Linked DNA regions of Hordeum vulgare: region 1 is linked to region 2. A link is a contact called in public Hi-C data. All regions are on one chromosome and are shown on one strand. The core of a region is the stretch at or near the end of the contact, and the rest is flanking DNA. Distances in the headings are between cores, read along the strand shown.

Region 1 (5,501 bases), core at 1,105-3,604, 250 kb before region 2:
CCATCCTTTCGTACCCTACACATCTACTCTCAGACTTATACCCACGACAACGGACAAAACCCCTTTTTGTTCTTCTATTTCGCATTTTTTCTAATTTTTTTTCTCTTTTGCCTTTATTTCGATAAACTTTGCACAAATGTTAATCATAGATTCAAGAAATATCAAATTTATAGACAAAAATGTTTCCATATATATATATAAATGTACAGTGCGTATGGACAATAAATAATACTCCCTTTGTAAACTAATATAAAAGTGTTTAGATAACTAAAATAGTGATCTAAACGCTCTTATATTAGTTTCCGGATGGAGTATATTTTTCTTTTATTTTGAAAAATATTAATCATGTATTTAAAAAACTTTAAATGTGCATAGAAAAATGTTTCCGGTGTATAAGAAAACATATACAAAAATATATAATGTGTATGGAACAAAGTAGACATAAAAAATAGAACTTTTCAAAAATGTTAATCGTGTATTTGAATAATGTAAAACATGTATAGAAAAAATGTTCATGATGCATACAAAATATGTAAAATGTGTATTAAAAAATTAGACATCAAAACTCAATAATGTTTCTGATGTCACACGCAAAAAAATGATTCTAATGTATAAAAATATACAATGTTGTTTATACAAGCTTTACGTAAACAAATGGCTTAGCTTTGATTTTTCATATATATATAAACTGTTTTGCTAATTATTTTTTTTAAGAATATCGATATTCATACGCAACCTCGAACATTTGGTATGCATGTACTTACAAATTGATTATTTTCGATGAAGATGTCTAACATGTTTGCAACCAAATTAAGACTTTACTTATAGATTACAAATGCAAACACATATATCAGCAAGATAAAAATAATGTTCTTATGCATATGCTATCATTAATTAACAAAACATACTTTGCCATTTTCATCATAATTCAAATAATGTTCATGCATTTCAAGAAATGTCCTAAAATTTTAAGAGCATAATGTGATTATCACAATTGGAGATTATGAATTTTCCCCCTCGTTGCAACGCACGGGCCTTTTTTGCTATATATAATAAAGCACGCAATGCTTCTGTCGTCCGTCGTTGATTTGCTCCTAGAGTTCGCAGGAATTACGCCCATATGCCACCGGTAAGTGAGAAAAACGGTTCGTTTTCTTCTTTCTTTTAAAGTCAGGCGTTCGTCCATCTTCAATAAGGAACAATCCCTGAACATATTACAGTCATGCGAGCATCCTACTAGTTTAGGTCATGCTCTTTCATCTGGGAGACCCGAGTTCGATCCATGTTGCTGCCTTTTCTCCCTTATTATTTTTGCTTTCTAATTTCAGTATCTCTTTCACCTTTTTTTTCTTGATTGTACTACTTTTCAGGTTTTGATGACTAAAATTTCAGTACAAAACAAAGTCTGATAGTATATGCCATTTAGAGGAGTATTGCTGTCAACATTAACTTTTTGTTTTGTCCCTCAAGTTTTTCAGTTTTCTTCTAGATTTGAACGTGTTGTTGGTAGTTTGTCTTCATAGATTTTTCGTAGCAACTCGCAGAATATATTGTTATCAAATTCATAACTATGCCATGATAGTAAATTCCACCAAGAGCTCGGACGAGCAGACTGTCATTGGATCACATATCCTCATTTTTCTCCATCAAATTTCATTGGATATTTCTCCCAATTTAACTGAGAATAAACCAAACATCTGCTGAGTATTCCAATTGTGTAAAACTAATAAAATTAGTAGCAAGTTTAGGAAATTTGCTTCTGTTGTGTTGTATATTCATGTCATAATGACACTTTCATCATGGATAATTGTCCATCTTTCAAGTGAAATAATGTGTTTTGAAGTACAAGTGACTAAACAATGGTGATTTTTTTGCTTGAGCAATGAGAAAGCATTAAAATCCACATTAGATTTAAATAATGTGTTTTGAAATACAAGTGACTAAATAATGGTGATTGTTTTTTGCTTGAGCAATGAGAAGTCACTGAGATCCACATTAGACGTAACATGTTATTTATATTATATGCAGCTTTCTTGCATATAAATTATATATGAAAATGTAGACGTTGCAAATTTTAGATTTATTATGTGTGTCGACTCTGATATGTTCGCCGATTCAAGAAAAATAGCAAATAGTCTAAAATGTTCATGAATGTAAAAATATATTCCTGATTTTAGAAAATGTTTGCGAACTTGAATTTTTTTCATAATTTCAAATATTTTTAAAAAAATCATGATTTCACAAAAAATAGAGTGATAATGTATTTTGATGATGCAGCAAAATGTGGTTATGACCGTTGAAAATTGTGATATTTTTTTTCCGTTGCAACGCACGGACCGTTTTGCTAGTTAGATCTAATATAAAGTTATACTAAGGTTGAGACAGTTATTTTGGGACAGAGGCAACGTATATGCCCCCAAACTGAATATATATAGGTGCAGCCCGAGGCCGAAGGCTGTGCGCTTCGCAATCACTCGATAGTTCTTCGTCTTCAACAATGGCGTTCTTAGCGGATCCGACCGCACAGCCCTACGTCGTCGAGGATTGCCGCGGGGTGCTGCAGCTTCTCAGCGACGGTACAATCGTGCGCTCTACGGCCTTGCCCTTCCCTATCTGCAACGCCGAATATAACGACCACGACGGCGTCGAGTGGAAGGACGCCGTGTACGACACCGGCCTCGGCCTCGGCCTTCGTATGTACAAGCCGACGACGAATGCCGGTGAGGAGGGCAACAAGCTCCCCGTGCTCGTCTACTTCCACGGCGGGGGCTTCTGCATTGGCTCCTGCACGTGGCCCAACTTCCACGCCGGCTGCCTCCGCCTCGCCGCCGAGCTCCCCGCCGTTGTGCTCTCCTTCGACTACCGCCTCGCCCCTGAACACCACCTCCCCGCTGCCCACGAGGACGCCGCCGCGGCCCTCCTCTGGCTACGCAACGAGCTCGCTTCGGACCCGTGGCTCGCCGACGCGGCCGACCCACGCAAGGTGTTCGTCTCTGGCGAGTCTGCCGGTGGCAACATCGCGCACCACCTTGCCTTCCGTTTCGGCAAGGCAGGGCTGGACCCGATGAGGATCGAGGGGTACATCCTGCTCATGCCGGCATTCTGCTCGGAGCAGCCGACGCAGTCCGAGCTTGACTCAACGGCGACGGCGTTCCTGACTAGGGAAACCTGCGACAGGTACTGCCGCCTCTTCCTGCCCGCCGGAGCGAACAAGGACCACCCGCTGATGAACCCGCTCGGGCCGGACAGCCCAAGCCTTGAGACGATGGACGCCGGCCGCGTGCTCGTCGTGGCCGCGGAGGGCGACCTGCTGAGGGACAAGAACGTGGAGTACGCGGAGCGGCTGAGGGCGGCGCGGGGCAAGGAGAACGATGACGTCGAGCTCGTCGTGTTCGCCGGCGAGGAGCACGCGTTCTTCGGGGTGAAGCCCACGTCAGCGGCCACCGGCGAGCTCGTCCGGATCATCAGGCGGTTCATGGCCACGGAAGCAGCCTGCTGAGACAGGAGGACCGAGTGGCTGTCGTGCGTGGGAGGACTCGCTGTTGAGCGTGGAGGTTATCTTTTTTTTCTTTAGAGGAATTGTGGAGGTTATTATTTCTGCGTCGTGTCGTCTACATTTTCTGTGTGCTCCCTTATCTCCTCCTGCCCACAATAATCGCAACGATTTTGTCACATTGCCGTTGTCGTGGTTTCCGTTGCAGATTCTCGTTTGATTGCCACTGCCTCCGTTCGGATTTATCAGACGACTTTTTATTTTGCGTCAAAATTTAATAGGACGTGCTACGTGTTCGTCGGTTATTTTTTTAAAGGAAAAAAGTCCAAAACAAACTTTAAAGTTATAGACGAAAATTAAATCAAACCCTAAACTTTGAATCCCTGAAATCAGCACACCGAACTCATTGATCCGGACCCATTAAATCTTGACAGAACTTAGCCGGGATTTGCTGAATTGGGCCGGGCCCGTTAGCGCAGTTGCGCACGCGCACCCTCTGCTCTGTTTTTTTTTGTTTTTTCATTTTCTTTTTCTTCTCCACATGTGTATATATTTTTTTCAGTATCCAATGTACTCCCTTCGTTCCTAAATATAAGTCTTTTAAGCGATTTCACTAGGGGACTACATACGGACCAAAATGAGTGAATCTACACTTTAAAATATGTCTATATACATCCGTATTTAGTCCTCTAGTGGAATATCTAAAAACACTTATATTATGAAATGGATGGAATATTTTTTAACACATATGTATATTTTTGATAAACTTCCAATATTTTTCAACACATTATGTACATTTTAAAAGTACATCTTACAAAAAAAATACATGGTAATATTTTTCTAAATAAATATTTTAAATTTTATAAATAACAATAAACATTTTATAAAATTGATATTTTTTTTGAGGTATAAATAACAATAAACTTTGAATGTTTGGCGCTAGGATTATGCTCCTACAAATTTATAAAATGCATGTTGGACCAATACGAATAGCATTAAAAATACGAATAGAATTAAAAATACGAATAGAATTAAAAAAAAACCAAACATTTTTTGAAACAAAAAAGACATATAATTTGTGACAAAAATAGAAAACATAAATATTTTTAACTTCTGAACAATTTTAAAAATGTGCGAACTTTTTTTAAACTTCGTAATTTTTTTTGTTAGTGGGCCGGTCCAATTTTTGTCTATAAGAGTAGCAGCCTAGCAGGTTATCCCGGTCGGGATTGTGGTATTGCCAGAATCCCTGTGTGCCAAACGGGTCTAGGGTTTAAAATAGACCGGGATTACAAGTTCGGAGTACCAATTTCAGGGATTCAAAGTTCAGGGTTTGATCTAGCTTTCGTCTATAACTTCAAGGTTTGTTTTAGACTTTTTCCTTTTTTAAAAGATAATCATATCTTGCTTATCAACACCCTTCATTATTGCAAACAAACATGTGGTTGGATGGTTAGAACGACTATTGTATCCCTTACCCGTCAAAGTTCAAGTCCGAAATTTGACGTTGGTGCTTGCATTTTTATAAATTTAATTCAGGTCTTTCGACGATGTGTTTTCAGTGGGAGGAGACGTTCCCGTCGATAACGAAGATGTCAGTGGTAGGGGTGAGTGTACGCTCGTGTATATGAGCGACTTTGATTATACTCTGCTCAAAGAAAAAAAAACGCCCTTCATTATTGTAACATATATTTTGTTACAGATTTTTTTATAACAAAGTCTATAGAAACGAAAATTTTATTATAACTTATTTTGTAACTTAAGTTTTATTGCAGAACTTATTTTTTGGAGGCGACCTAGGTGCTTAGAGATTTTTTTATAAGAATATGCCTCCAGGGATTAGTACTGGATAATCTCGTTTTCTTTACAGCTGAGGTTTTGCTACAGATTTTTTTACAATAGACTTTGTTGCATATTGTTTTTTCATCCTCATCTTTTTCCAACCTAGTTGGTGTTAGAAGAGATGCTTATGCAACATTGACGATGTTGTAAAGGTTGGAAGGCGAAA
Region 2 (5,717 bases), core at 2,986-5,485:
TAAAAGCAAGGTTTACACATAGAAATATGATTGGTATGACCAAATACAATATTTATTTGTAGTAAATATAAATAATCAATTCTACCAAGACAGATGATAAGCAACGGATTGTTTACATGGAACATTCATGAAATCTTCACATGCATCTCCAGAGAAGCCACCATGTTTGGAAACAGAAAAGAATAGACGAGCCTGATGCAATATCCCATTTCTTAGCAGAACTGTAATCCAGATAGAAAACTCTATAAACCCTGAGTGACAAGTATTAGAAAAAGGAAAGCATGTAAAGTTCTCGCCTGAGCTTGCATGTCACTCTAGTCAACATGATTTAAGATATTTTGTTTCAGCAAATACATAATTGATAAGATAAGGACAAGTTCTGATAACAGAAAAAATCAGAAAATCATACTCGTGCAAGCAATTGTTAGATACTTCATGTTTGCTTCCCGACACTGATAGAAGAAAAGCATCGTACATCACCTATCATGTGACATGATAGAAATTCAGGGACCACATCATTATGAATCAATAGGCGGGAAATTATATATAAAGTATGGCACAATGCTCACACTCAACATCTTATTTTCCAACTCAAGATAGAAAACCAAGTGCAGGAAACACCATATGTATGCTTATTATTCCTCAATTAAAACAACATTTTCTTAGAAAACTCAAAATTAAATGGATAATGTACCACACTCTTGAATATTATTGTTGTTACGAAGAGACAACATGCTCCTTATAGTCCCATCAGTACTACTTAGAGCAAGTACAATAGGATGACGTTGGCGGGGTGTGATAAGTTGGAAAAGAAACAAGAGAAAAGAGAAGAGAAACGGGCTACAAACTAACAGCCGACTGTAACACGTGCTAACAGACACTTTGTGAAAGAGGATGATGGCGACCAAAGCATCGAGGACGGGTGAGACAGTGAAAAAAACAAGAGCTGCCGAGGGCCAGCGAGATGGCCTCGGCCCGCATCTGCAACACCATGAAAGACTCAATGTCTGAACAAAAGAAAAGAAAGGCTGGATTTATGATGCAGATTCAAGAAGATACATACGAGATGATTAAGGTGTCGGTTATGAACATCACCAAGGACGTCCCTGCCGCCTCAGTGCATGCACAGAACCTGAGGCTCGTGTTTCCGCAGCCTCGCGCTGACCAGCATCTGCTCTTCAGCCAGCCACCTCGCAGATTTGTGAGCGTTAATACGCCATTATGCCCTGGCAAATGACAATATATTTCTGATCATTTAAGATTCTGGCTACAATAGGAGGAAGACGTAGGTGGCAGGAGAAGCATATGCCCCTGACCGTTGTGTAGACAACTCTGTACATGCATATACAATACATATAATTATTACAATTGCCAGTTGAATAGCAAATTTAGTTAGAATTTCATGTCGCCATCAAATCCTAATGTAATAAGATTAAGAAAATTCTATTTACCAAATCTAATAAACACAATGGCTAGAACAAAGAATAGTTGTACCTACATAAAATTATAAAATGCACACGAACAGGTCCACACGAACAGAGTCAACCAAAGGGTTTAATCCGCAACCTCACCATCATCCTGAGATCGTTGCTATCCATCTAGAGGCAAATCCATCAGCGCTATGGAGTATGGCTATAGAAAATATTGAGTCAGTCAGTGAGATCGAGGTTTTAAGAAAATCCATTCATGGAGCAAGGGAGGGGGAGCAGACTAGTAACAGGGGGAAGGAGCAGAGTGGGAGGAGGTCCAGGCCGCCGTCACCATGGGATGTGAGTCCTCCCCGCATCTGGGAAGGTGCCGCGATCCCGCATTGGAGCGTGGCAGCGCCCGTGGCTAGGGCAAAGAGGAGGGCCGGCGCATGGAGGAGCGACTAGAGGCAGCGAAATTGGTGGGGAGCGGCGGCGGCGTGGGAGGAAGGAGTCGACGGGGTCGAGGTAGTTGTGCCCTCGTGGGAGATCGAGGGTCGCCGGCTTGGATGACAAGGAAGGCGACGCGACTCCTGGAGATGTTCTTTTAGGGGTGGCTCCTGGAGTCCTCAAGAAGTGGTGGTGGGCTGGGTTGTATTTGGTTAGTGATCTCGGCGGCGAGACGTGGTCCAATTTACCAGAGGGCTCAGTTTTGGCTCCTGGAGTAGCAGCCCCTAGGACAGCTGGGCCACTAATCTTTATAGTTAGCCCATGCGGTGGAGAGCATTCAGATCCGACGGACAGAAACTGCTAGATCGTGAAAACGAACGACCAGAGTCGCAAGGCGAGATGTGGTCCAATTTACCAGAGGGCTCAGTTTTGGCTACTGGAGTAGCAGCCCCTAGGATAGCTGGGCCACTAATCTTTATAGTTAGCCCATGCGGTGGAGAGCATTCAGATCCGACGGACAGAAACTGCTAGATCGTGAAAACGAACGACCAGAGTCGCAAGGCGAGACGTGGTCCAATTTACCAGAGGGCTCAGTTTTGGCTACTGGAGTAGCATCCCCTAGGACAGCTGGGCCACTAATCTTTATAGTTAGCCCATGCGGTGGAGAGCATTCAGATCCGACGGACAGAAACTGCTAGATCGTGAAAACGAACGACCAGAGTCGCAAGGCGAGATGTGGTCCAATTTACCAGAGGGCTCAGTTTTGGCTACTGGAGTAGCAGCCCCTAGGATAGCTGGGCCACTAATCTTTATAGTTAGCCCATGCGGTGGAGAGCATTCAGATCCGACGGACAGAAACTGCTAGATCGTGAAAACGAACGACCAGAGTCGCAAGGCGAGACGTGGTCCAATTTACCAGAGGGCTCAGTTTTGGCTACTGGAGTAGCATCCCCTAGGATAGGTGGGCCACTAATCTTTATAGTTAGCCCATGCGGTAGAAAGCATTCAGATCCGACGGACAAAAACTGCTAGGTCGTGAAAACGAACGACCAGAGTCTCAAGGCGAGACGTGGTCCAATTTACCAGAGGGCTCAATTTTGGCTACTGGAGTAGCAGCCCCTAGGATAGCTGAGCCACTAATCTTTATAGTTAGCCCATGCGGTGGAGAGCATTCAGATCCGACGGACAGAAACTGCTAGATCGTGAAAACGAACGACCAGAGTCGCAAGGCGAGACGTGGTCCAATTTACCAGAGGGCTCAGTTTTGGCTACTGGAGTAGCATCCCCTAGGATAGGTGGGCCACTAATCTTTATAGTTAGCCCATGCGGTAGAGAGCATTCAGATCCGACGGACAAAAACTGCTAGGTCGTGAAAACGAACGACCAGAGTCTCAAGGCGAGACGTGGTCCAATTTACCAGAGGGCTCAGTTTTGGCTACTGGAGTAGCATCCCCTAGGATAGCTGGGCCACTAATCTTTATAGTTAGCCCATGCGGTGGAGAGCATTCAGATTCGACGGACAGAAACTGCTAGATCGTGAAAACGAACGACCAGAGTCGCAAGGCGAGACGTGGTCCAATTTACCAGAGGGCTCAGTTTTGGCTACTGGAGTAGCAGCCCCTAGGATAGGTGGGCCACTAATCTTTATAGTTAGCCCATGCGGTGGAGAGCATTCAGATCCGACGGACAGAAACTGCTAGATCGTGAAAACGAACGGCCAGAGTCGCAAATCGCTGATTGAGCTCAGTTTAGGCTCAGTTTTACTATCCTTAATTAACGAAGGGTTAAAACAGACACATCCATGGTACTACAAAATTACAAACACGTCACATGGTCACCATCTCTACGCCGCGGTCAAGGTTACACGTGTGCGTACGTGCGTGGGCGCGCGAGATAGCATAGCAGTACTAGCACAATGTGAGTCCACCGGTTAGCTAGGACGACGACCGGCGCGCCCACACGTGTACGTGCGTGGAATACGTAGCGGTAGTGCCAGTCCCCACGCCGCACCCACACAAGCCCCGTTCCTCTCGAGGAAACCTCGCACGACACGTGAGAGCTCAGCCCCACGGTGCTACTGCTACACCTACACAGGAGAAGTGTCGTGGTGCGCAGGTAGGTAGGGCCCGCAAGGAAGAGGTGGAGCAAGACAGGGACAAGCGAAAGCGAGCCGCCCAGCTCCGTCCGCGTCCCAACCAACCAACGGACGACTGTTCGTTAGGTTATACTACTATTAGGGTTATAATTAACATCCTTTTCTTTTCTCTTCTTTTCTTCCGATTCCGTGTCTCGTTTCTCGTCTCGATCGCTAGGGCCTGACGGTGACCCTACTGGTACTAGTACCAGTAGTAGTATCTTACTGCAGCCGCCTGCCGGCGTAACGCATCCGCTGGTTTGATGAGCGATTGATTTGATTGCTCCACCGCCGCCTCCGCTTCTGTGTTTTCTCCGTCCGTCCGTCCGTCCAGTCCAACGCCTCGCATGTCCCCGGCCCGTCCAGCACCCCTGACCGCTCCCGGGTTTTGTACCGCTCCCGTTGGTTCTTCTTCCTCCTCCTCCTCCTCTTCCTCTTCGCTTGCGATCGATCTCCTACGCTCGATCCAAAAACAAAAAAGAAGAAGGAAAGAAAAAAGGAAACGGCAGCGAGGCAGCAGACGGAGAGCGTGTGGGCTCTTGATTATCTTTGGATTGATTGATGAGCCGCGCCCGTTGCCCGAGGCCGCTAGTGGCGAACCCGTGAGCCCGTGACGCCCTGCTCCCTCCCTGCTTCCTTCCTCTGCCCCCGCCTGCTCTGCTTCCCTCGGCTCGGTGCCCTGCTCATCGCCTTTCCCACCAGGATCCCATTTCTTTTCTCTTTTCTCTCCTCCCGCCGGCCGTCCTCCCTTCCCCTCTCCTCAGCCGCAGAGCGTCGGCGGCCTCCAAGCGCTGGCTGGTGGTGTCTTTCTAGGCAAGAAACAATCCCTCGGTTTCCACGCACGCTTTGGTGGACTTTACCCTTTCCTCTGCTTCCCTCCCCCCTGGTTTTCTGCCTGGCTGCGGAGGGTTTGGTGGGGGTTTGGGGGGCCTTTCCTGGCTGGCGGCGCATCTATGCAGCGATTTCCTCCTCCCCCTCCTGCCATTTCGGGTCCAGATTGATTCATCCCCGCCCGGATTTCGGTCAATCAGATCGCTCGCCACCCGTCTTCTCCCGTCCTCGGGGCCGGAAATTTCCCCCCTTTCTCTCTAGGGGGCTCCGCCCCGCCCGCCCGCGCTCCGATCGATGGCGTCGTCCTGCATCCCGACGGGCATCCGGCTGCCGGACCTGGACATGGTCAAGGCGGCGGCGGCGGCCGGGGCCGGGGTGGGGCCGCCGGGCGCGGGGCCGCTGCGGCCGGCGCACTCCTCGGCGTCCTCGGCGCTCTCCGACGCCTCCAACTCCTCCTCGGCCTCCTCGCTCTCGCTCAAGCGGGCGCGCACGCCGCGGAAGCGCCTCAACCAGACCTACAACGAGGCGGCCGCGCTGCTCGCCTCCATGTACCCCTCCGTCTTCCCCGCCGGGGACAGGGCGCCGCCGTCGCCGAGGCTCCTCGGCCTCGCCTCCGCGCTCGCCGACGACCCCTCCCGCGCCGACCTCCTCCCGCCCTTCCCCGTCCTCGGCAACGCCGCCTGCCTCCTCCGCGACGCCGCGCCGATGCAGTCGCCCACGCCGCGGAGCCCCGTGCTCGCCAGGGCCTGCCCGTCGCCGGCGGCCGTCAGCAGCGCCTTCACCGAGTTCCGCGACTCCGCGCCGTCCCCGGGGACCCCCGACGGCGCCGCCGGCGCGGACGGGCCCGGGGAGCTCGACTTTGAGGATGATGACGACAGCTTCGACGCAGACTCCTT

What was found. A called contact is a pair of places that touch in the nucleus more often than the background predicts.
Region 1: a Hi-C map of seedling shows a contact between it and region 2, with 4 times the contacts expected there. The contact joins the promoter of LOC123409644 here to the promoter of LOC123407768 in region 2. A contact is called at or near these places in 2 of 6 Hi-C or Micro-C datasets (leaf and seedling).

The regions. Positions count from the first base shown.
Region 1 is chr7H:568,897,708-568,903,208 of MorexV3_pseudomolecules_assembly, reverse strand. LOC123409644 (probable carboxylesterase 15) reads left to right here and starts at 2,354. Exons shown (of 1, transcript XM_045102501.1): 1 at 2,354-3,672. The coding sequence starts at 2,498. The coding sequence ends at 3,499.
Region 2 is chr7H:568,644,852-568,650,568 of MorexV3_pseudomolecules_assembly, reverse strand. LOC123407768 (protein CHLOROPLAST IMPORT APPARATUS 2-like) reads left to right here and starts at 4,235. Exons shown (of 3, transcript XM_045100973.1): 1 at 4,235-5,717. The coding sequence starts at 5,116.